Linked DNA regions of Hordeum vulgare: region 1 is linked to region 2. The links are chromatin contacts, called in public Hi-C maps. All regions are on one chromosome and are shown on one strand. The core of a region is the stretch at or near the end of the contact, and the rest is flanking DNA. Distances in the headings are between cores, read along the strand shown. Region 1 holds the start of LOC123398216 (programmed cell death protein 2-like). Region 2 holds the start of LOC123398825 (beta-galactosidase 15).

Region 1 (3,378 bases), core at 256-2,755, 510 kb after region 2:
ATTATGAAAAAATAAATTGAAATGGTAGCTCCGCAAGTGTGTAGCACCTCGTCATGGCCAAGGAGACACAAGCCACTAGTGGAATAAAGATATGCATGGGAGGTGTGGATATTGATAAAATAAGATTTTACATTGTTGTGGACTGAGATTTTTAACGTTGCAACAGTTTATTTTGTTTTTGTTGCAAAGCCGCAGAAATGCATTGCCGTTGCAAAGACACAAGCCACGGAAGTGTAGTATAAACAATAACCAGAAGGCCCACTAAACCCTAATGATGACCAGAACACCAGCACCCACATAGTTTGCTTCAGTGTAGTGGAGGCAGTGCATCATGTGCAATAGCAGTCGTGGCACAAAAGTAAGACCTAACTCAAGTTTTCTCGATACAAAAGGGAAAACACAATTTAAGCAAACAAAATTCTAGACTTATTCACACTCAAACAAAAAAGACAGAAACAAAAGTTGATACTCATTCACACCTCAAGACTTGAGGCTGTCTTGAAAGACGGTCTATGAAAGATGCCCAGCGTGTATTGTCCTCATCATCCTGCACAAGTTGTGGTATTGTACTAAATAAATACTAGCATTTGATTACAGATATGGCAGCATAGGCCAGGACGAACAAAACCTCAAACTGATCCATGAATAACTGCATCATGGCATCTGGTTCGACTTCTCCTTCTACCACCATCAGTTCTGAATTATCCTTGACATAACAAGTCGGACATGATGACTCAGGTTCCTGATCCACCACATATTCAGGCCATGCATGGCCAGGAAATGCTGCAAATCGTCCAAACGGCAACAAATTAAAAGGGAGGTAAGACGAAGACCTAAATAACACTGAAATAGGCAACAACCTTTCCCTTCGACTGGTAGTTCAAACAACCTTTCCCTGCAACCTGGTATCTGAGAGCAATCGTTCTTGTGACTAGCATTCCAATGCAATTCCTGAATAACATTACAGAGAGAATCCCACCAAAACAGAGATATTTCAGTATTCAATCAGGAGAGGTAAACAGATAATGCTAAATAAATATGGTGAGAACCTGTTTGGTACCTGATGCTTACTAGAACAGTAGCTTGCTTCGCTACAGTGGCTGCACAAAATTTCACCTTTCCATGTACCACACCAATCACAAAGCCGAGCATGGTATGCTAACAGAGATATTTGAAAGACAAAATACACGACTGAGTGCCTTGCTTAACATACAGTACGCCAATTCAAAGACACAAGTAAATCGGTGCATAATTTGGAGACGAAGTTGTCAATAATATAACGGGAAACTTGTGCTATACAGTAGCATACTCAGTAGCTGTCTGCACAACTTTAAAAGCTAGTTTTGCAATGAAGTTGAAACAAGGAGAATTGCAGCTTCAACTGCACAAACATGTAAAACTAAAGCAAGCAAAGCTACCACCTGAACATTGTGATCCCATGCATCCCTTAGGTTCTTCAGCAGTATAAAATGCATTAATTCTCGGCAGCTGGCACCTGAAGACCTTCACACTGCAGGAGAATTCACCGCAAGCAATCAAGACATGAAATGTGAAACTTTGGGCTAACACACTAGGACAATCAACAGCTATGCATGCCACCAATACCTCCTTCTAGGATTTGCTGCCCTGTCCTTCACCTGCTCACGCTGGTCTAATTGTAAGCATGACATGGATGGACACATAAACACAAAAAATGTGCGATGGTAGGTCGTGTCCTTCCACCCATCTGGAGCGTAGAGCTGCACGTGTGAACAAATTTTGTTGGCAATCCTAGACATAAACAACCGGCTAAGTTAAGCTTTAGGAATGAAGCAAACCTGCAGGACAAAACGCAGTGGGTCACTACAGAAGTCACAGCAACTGGATTTTCCAGATGGCAAATTGACAGGATCAAGCCAGGCCTGAAACATGCAATACGTTTCCTAGAATTAAATAACAGTTCAAATGGCAACACGACGTAAGGCAGATATGGCACATATGAAGCAAAAGTGTAGTCGTATGCACCGGGGCACCGCCAGCTTTACTGGGAAAGTGTTGGGGGAGAAGAGAATGCAAGTGTCCGGGTTCCTTTGGTTTCCGCAAGACACCTAAGGTCACTTCAGGCTCCAATTCCTCATAATCATCTTCTAGGTAGTCCCTTTCAAATATGGCGTCGGGGTCTGTTTCCTCCTTGGTGTCATCGTGCATCTTTCGGGGCACATCTGAGGTTATGTCAAGATTTTGAAGCTTGCTGCTGCAAACTTCCATGTTTCCTGGCACTTGGCAGCAGGGCAATTGACACTGGAGAGGGTGAACGTCGGCAACCTAGCTGATAAAAGAAGAAGAAAAATAAGAATGAGAAAAATTATCACACGGCAAATCTCATGAGATTTCTGCAAGGACCTTTGAGCTGCAAAAGACAACAGCAAGTAAATCGAGAGATTGACACTAACATTATGTAAACAAACTCCAACCCCACCCTGGGCTGTTCTCTAACCTATGCATATGAGGCCGAGTCACGGGAAAAGAACGGACGATTTTGGGTTATTACTCGGAGCCAACTGAAAAGAATTCACTATTTTAACAATCGCAGCAGGCTAATATCTTAACAATCAGAACGAGGTGGCTCCATTCTTGCTGGCATTGCTCAGTGGCGAGCGGCCGCGCTGGTCGGGTGAAGAGAGAAGCCTAGGGTTCCAGAGAGAGGCAGTTAATAAGGTTATAAATTGGGCCGAGACATAACGCCCGTTCGAAAATGTATTTATGGACGGCCCAACTTACATGTAACGACCGACCTGCACCGCAACGCGTACACGGGAAACCCTATTTAGCGCCACAGGCGTCGGTTAAAGGAACATTTTGCTAACCGGAGCCTGCCGCGCTCCACCATGGGCCGGCCCATTTAGAGAACCGATCTGTGTTTTAGTCCGTGAACTTTTTTCTAAATCAATGAATTTGTTTCAAAATCGGTGAATTTTTTGAAAATCAATAAACTTTTTTTCGAAATTAATGTACTTTTTTGAAAATCGTTGAATATAATTTAAATATGTGAACTTTTTCCAAAATTAATGATTTTCTTAAAAATATTGATGACTTTTTTTCAAAATCAATGAAATTTTTTGAAAATCAAAGATTTGTTTTCGAATTATGTGAACTTATTGAAACACATAAACATATTTAAAAAATTGGTGAACTTTTTTATATTCATTGAACTATTTCGCAAATCTAAATTTTTATGAAATTCTATGAACTTTTTTTCTATTTTTAAGGACCAACACATTTTACATGAGCCGACCCACAAGAAGGAGCGCTACAGGCGTCGGTTTGCCTAACCGGCTATGAAGGCACCGGCGTTTCCTATTTCGAGCTACAGGCGCCCTTTAACATGCATTTTTTTCA
Region 2 (3,491 bases), core at 941-3,440:
TCACGTAACCAAACTGGGAAACCACTGCACAAATGCATGACAAAAGGACAAATTAATAAACACCACGAATAATACTAACTGTTTTTTTCTCAAACACGCAGGAGAACTGCTGAATAGGGTAAATGTAATAAAGAATAATTGTGCAAAACTGTAACCATGAAATTAATAAGATTATGTCTATTATTCCAGAAACTACTGACGTTATGTTTAATGTAGAGGGAGAGAAAACTCAAATGACAATCTACCATCAAAAGCTCAATTGCACGAGGAAGAAGAAAATTTGTAACTCTGAAATATAATAACTGGGGCCTCTAAAGTACATGAGTGTAGCTCGTAATGTGTTAAATTTAGCTGCATTTATGAGTGCAACTGTGAAGTTTGATTGCTTTGATAAGTGGCAGCTATGATATCGAACTAAGAAGGTATACCAATTATAGAGCACCTCCTATAATTAGCCTTTTCCTTTTTTGTGTGGGTGATAATTAGCCTTTTCCAGTGCCACTGTATATTAGTAGAAGCAAATCATTTGATTCGATTAACTCTTGACATACACCAACTCTGCAGAACTACATTTTTTTCACAAACACCTGTTCCTCTACGTTTCCAGAGCTTCAACAGCTTCCTTTTTTAATGAAGGAGGGCAAGATATGTCATCCTCCTAAAGTGTAGGACATGTGAAGTGTCATCAAATGCTATGGAAATCATGCGTATTTGACCCATTTAACATCCAATGGTTACTTACTGAGGTAGCTAAGGTAACGTTCTCAAACATAGTGATTTTGACGCCTATACAGAAAAGCTAGAAAGGATTATGTTAGTTGTAAAATGATGTATACTTATAATCAGAAAATAGAGCAAGAAAGAAAAATGTAACTCAACTGAAAACTCTAGTAATTAGTACGGATGTGATCAAGATATTTCGAAAGTCGACTATTAAGATATAAACAGACCCGAAATTCCATTCAGCACAAGCATATGGGCCGATACGAAGGAAAAAAAATAGGCCTTCAGCAGCAACCAGCTTCACAAATCTCACAAGATCAAATCTGTCTTCGAAGTAATACTGGGAAAAATGGAAGATGCATAAGTTCATATATCAGGACAAAATACATACAACTGAAGTGAATAAAGGGCAACTACATTACCTGACCTTTGGCTGGTTCATGCCCATTCCAAAAGACATATGTCTCAATTACATCTGCACCACCTTCCTTGCACTTTGCAATTATACTAGGCCACATCTGGCACAGTTTGCAAGAGTTTAGTTAGAGCTACAAGCAAGACAGACACCGTATTCCTGGACAAGCAAACAACAATGCTGGTGCAATATCCTTATTCCTGTAACCCAAATTGCTCAGCAAATAATTACATCAGAGACGATGTCACTTCATGCAGCATCCAGCTATTTGAATCACAAGAAAACTAGTACCAAGGTCTGATGTCCATACTCAAAGAAAAGAAACTCAGTCTCGCACGGTCACACCAACCAGATGCCTCTGGAAGAGCCGGTGTGAAAATCTCTCGATACCCTCACGCACACCAGTGTCAATTTCAATTCCATCCCACTCGCTAACCGCAAACGAGCTTTCAAGGAAGTTCATGGAGGAGCTAACCATGGTTATCCACGGTGCTATGAAGAAAAAATACTCAGGTTTTCAGTAATGGAATGAACTTGCTCCGATAAAAGGGGGAAAATACAACCGGTTCCGCCCGATGCCAACAACTCCACCACACACTGTCTTTTTTTCGGTGGCACCAGACACTGCCCTTGCACAAGCCGCATACGGCATCCTCACCTCGGGTGTGGCGCGGGGGTAGTGCACTCCCGCTGAGACGAGCATCCTCCGCTGCCCGCCGATGCGCACCGCGCGATGATCGTAGCTCACGTTGAACGGCTCGAAGTAGGGGCCATCCGTCCCCCTCCCCACCACCTGGCTCAGCTCCCCCGCCGCTAATGCTGAGGCGGTGAAGTAACCGGCGACGACGAGGAGGAGGAAGAGGGGGAAGGGGGGGCCGAATCGCGAGGGCGGCGGCGAGTCGGCCATGGCCAGAAGCAGAGTAGAGAAACAGAGCGACGGATGAAGCGAGGTTTTTCCTTTTATTTTGGAAATAGTTTTGTTTTAGGGAAGCTCTGACTAGGACAACGGATTGAGACCACAATGAACGGGGCATAGCCAGATCGAGATGGCGTCTTCGACGCTCGAAATTGGGTGGAATAGTTGCCGATCCCTCACGCGACGCATTAATGATTGGAGTTCTTTTACGCGGGGAAATGATTGTGATACGTCGCTTAGACGCTTAGAGCATGGTTAATAGTATAGCCAACTGCTGGCTATAAGCACTCTTATAGCCCATCTTATAGCTAGCTTGTACAATAGTTAGCTATAAAATAGTACTACTTTTATCATATATGGCCCATCTTTCATTCTCACAAAACACCTAGGAGCACGTGCTAGAGCTGGCTCTTCACGAAGAGCCCGCTTCCCTTTTCTCTCCTCTTCTCTCTCATCCAACTCAGCAAAAATATATTATCTTAATCCTTACAGCCTGCTGACTGTACCTTATTGTACTTGCTCTTATACTAATATAATGAATGAAAGTAGCATCTCTAACAGCTGCCCAAGATAGGACAGCCATTTTTTATTATAAGGCAGCCAAAATCTCAGTATAGGACAGGGAAACATCTGTTGATTTACCAGCAGCCCAAGATAGGATAGTGCGTTGCTCCAACTGCTGCCCCAAATGCATCTTCAACGTGAAATTTAAACTCATACGGCTATATTTCGACAGATAGCAGATACTGAAGAACAAGTTCGACAGACGAACAGCAGAACGACGATAAAATTAAACCTAATTTTAACCTAACGACAACTAATCGGCGGCGGCGTCTAGTCGAGGACGGCGGCGGCGGAGTCAGAGTCGTCGTCAGTGGTGTCCCAGAACGAGGAGCCGAGCTCCGACGACGAGGACCCGACATCGATGCGGTTCGGCGGCGGCGGCGGTGGAGCGGACGGCCCCGCACCGTCGGCTCGGGCAGCGGCGGCCTTCTTCTTCTTCCGCCCGACGAAGAAGTCGAGCTCTGCCTGCACGAGCTCGGGGTGGTCGCAGCAGAGCGTCTCCATGCGGATCTCGTCGATCTGCGCCCCCCGCAGGTTCGCGCGCTCATGGCGCTGCTGGCGGCGCTGCTCGTGCCCGTCCGTCACGTCGACGAAGTGCAGCGGCGGCGCCAGCCACAGCGCGCAGTCGCGGCCGATGTCGGGGAAGTTGAGGTCCCGCCGCGGCCGGCCGAATCGTATCGCCGCCGCGTCGTACGCGCGTGCGGCGAGCTCGGCGGAGTCAAATGTCCCTATCCACCACCGAACTCCGTCGGCGGTGATCTCCGCCGCGAATCGGCTGAAGGGGCACTCCTGCACGCCAAAGAAGCCGGAGCTCGGGCGGCTGCGCGGTGCCATGGCGGAAGAGGGGGAACGGCGGCGGCGAGGGGCGATTGG

The links. Hi-C and Micro-C count contacts between places; a contact is called where the count stands out from the background.
Region 1: a Hi-C map of leaf shows a contact between it and region 2, with 4 times the contacts expected there. The contact joins the promoter of LOC123398216 here to the promoter of LOC123398825 in region 2. A contact is called at or near these places in 4 of 6 Hi-C or Micro-C datasets (leaf and seedling).

What each region holds. Positions count from the first base shown.
Region 1 is chr5H:317,989,652-317,993,029 of MorexV3_pseudomolecules_assembly, forward strand. It overlaps LOC123398216 (programmed cell death protein 2-like), which reads right to left and starts at 1,506. Exons shown (of 8, transcript XM_045092713.1): 1 at 1,422-1,506; 2 at 1,061-1,158; 3 at 861-951; 4 at 629-783; 5 at 480-547. The coding sequence starts at 1,440. LOC123398218 (a long non-coding RNA gene) reads right to left here and starts at 2,658. Exons shown (of 3, transcript XR_006610111.1): 1 at 2,477-2,658; 2 at 2,005-2,308; 3 at 1,818-1,901.
Region 2 is chr5H:317,477,661-317,481,151 of MorexV3_pseudomolecules_assembly, forward strand. It overlaps LOC123398825 (beta-galactosidase 15), which reads right to left and starts at 2,191. Exons shown (of 19, transcript XM_045093273.1): 1 at 1,797-2,191; 2 at 1,146-1,241; 3 at 951-1,063; 4 at 1-24. The coding sequence starts at 2,045.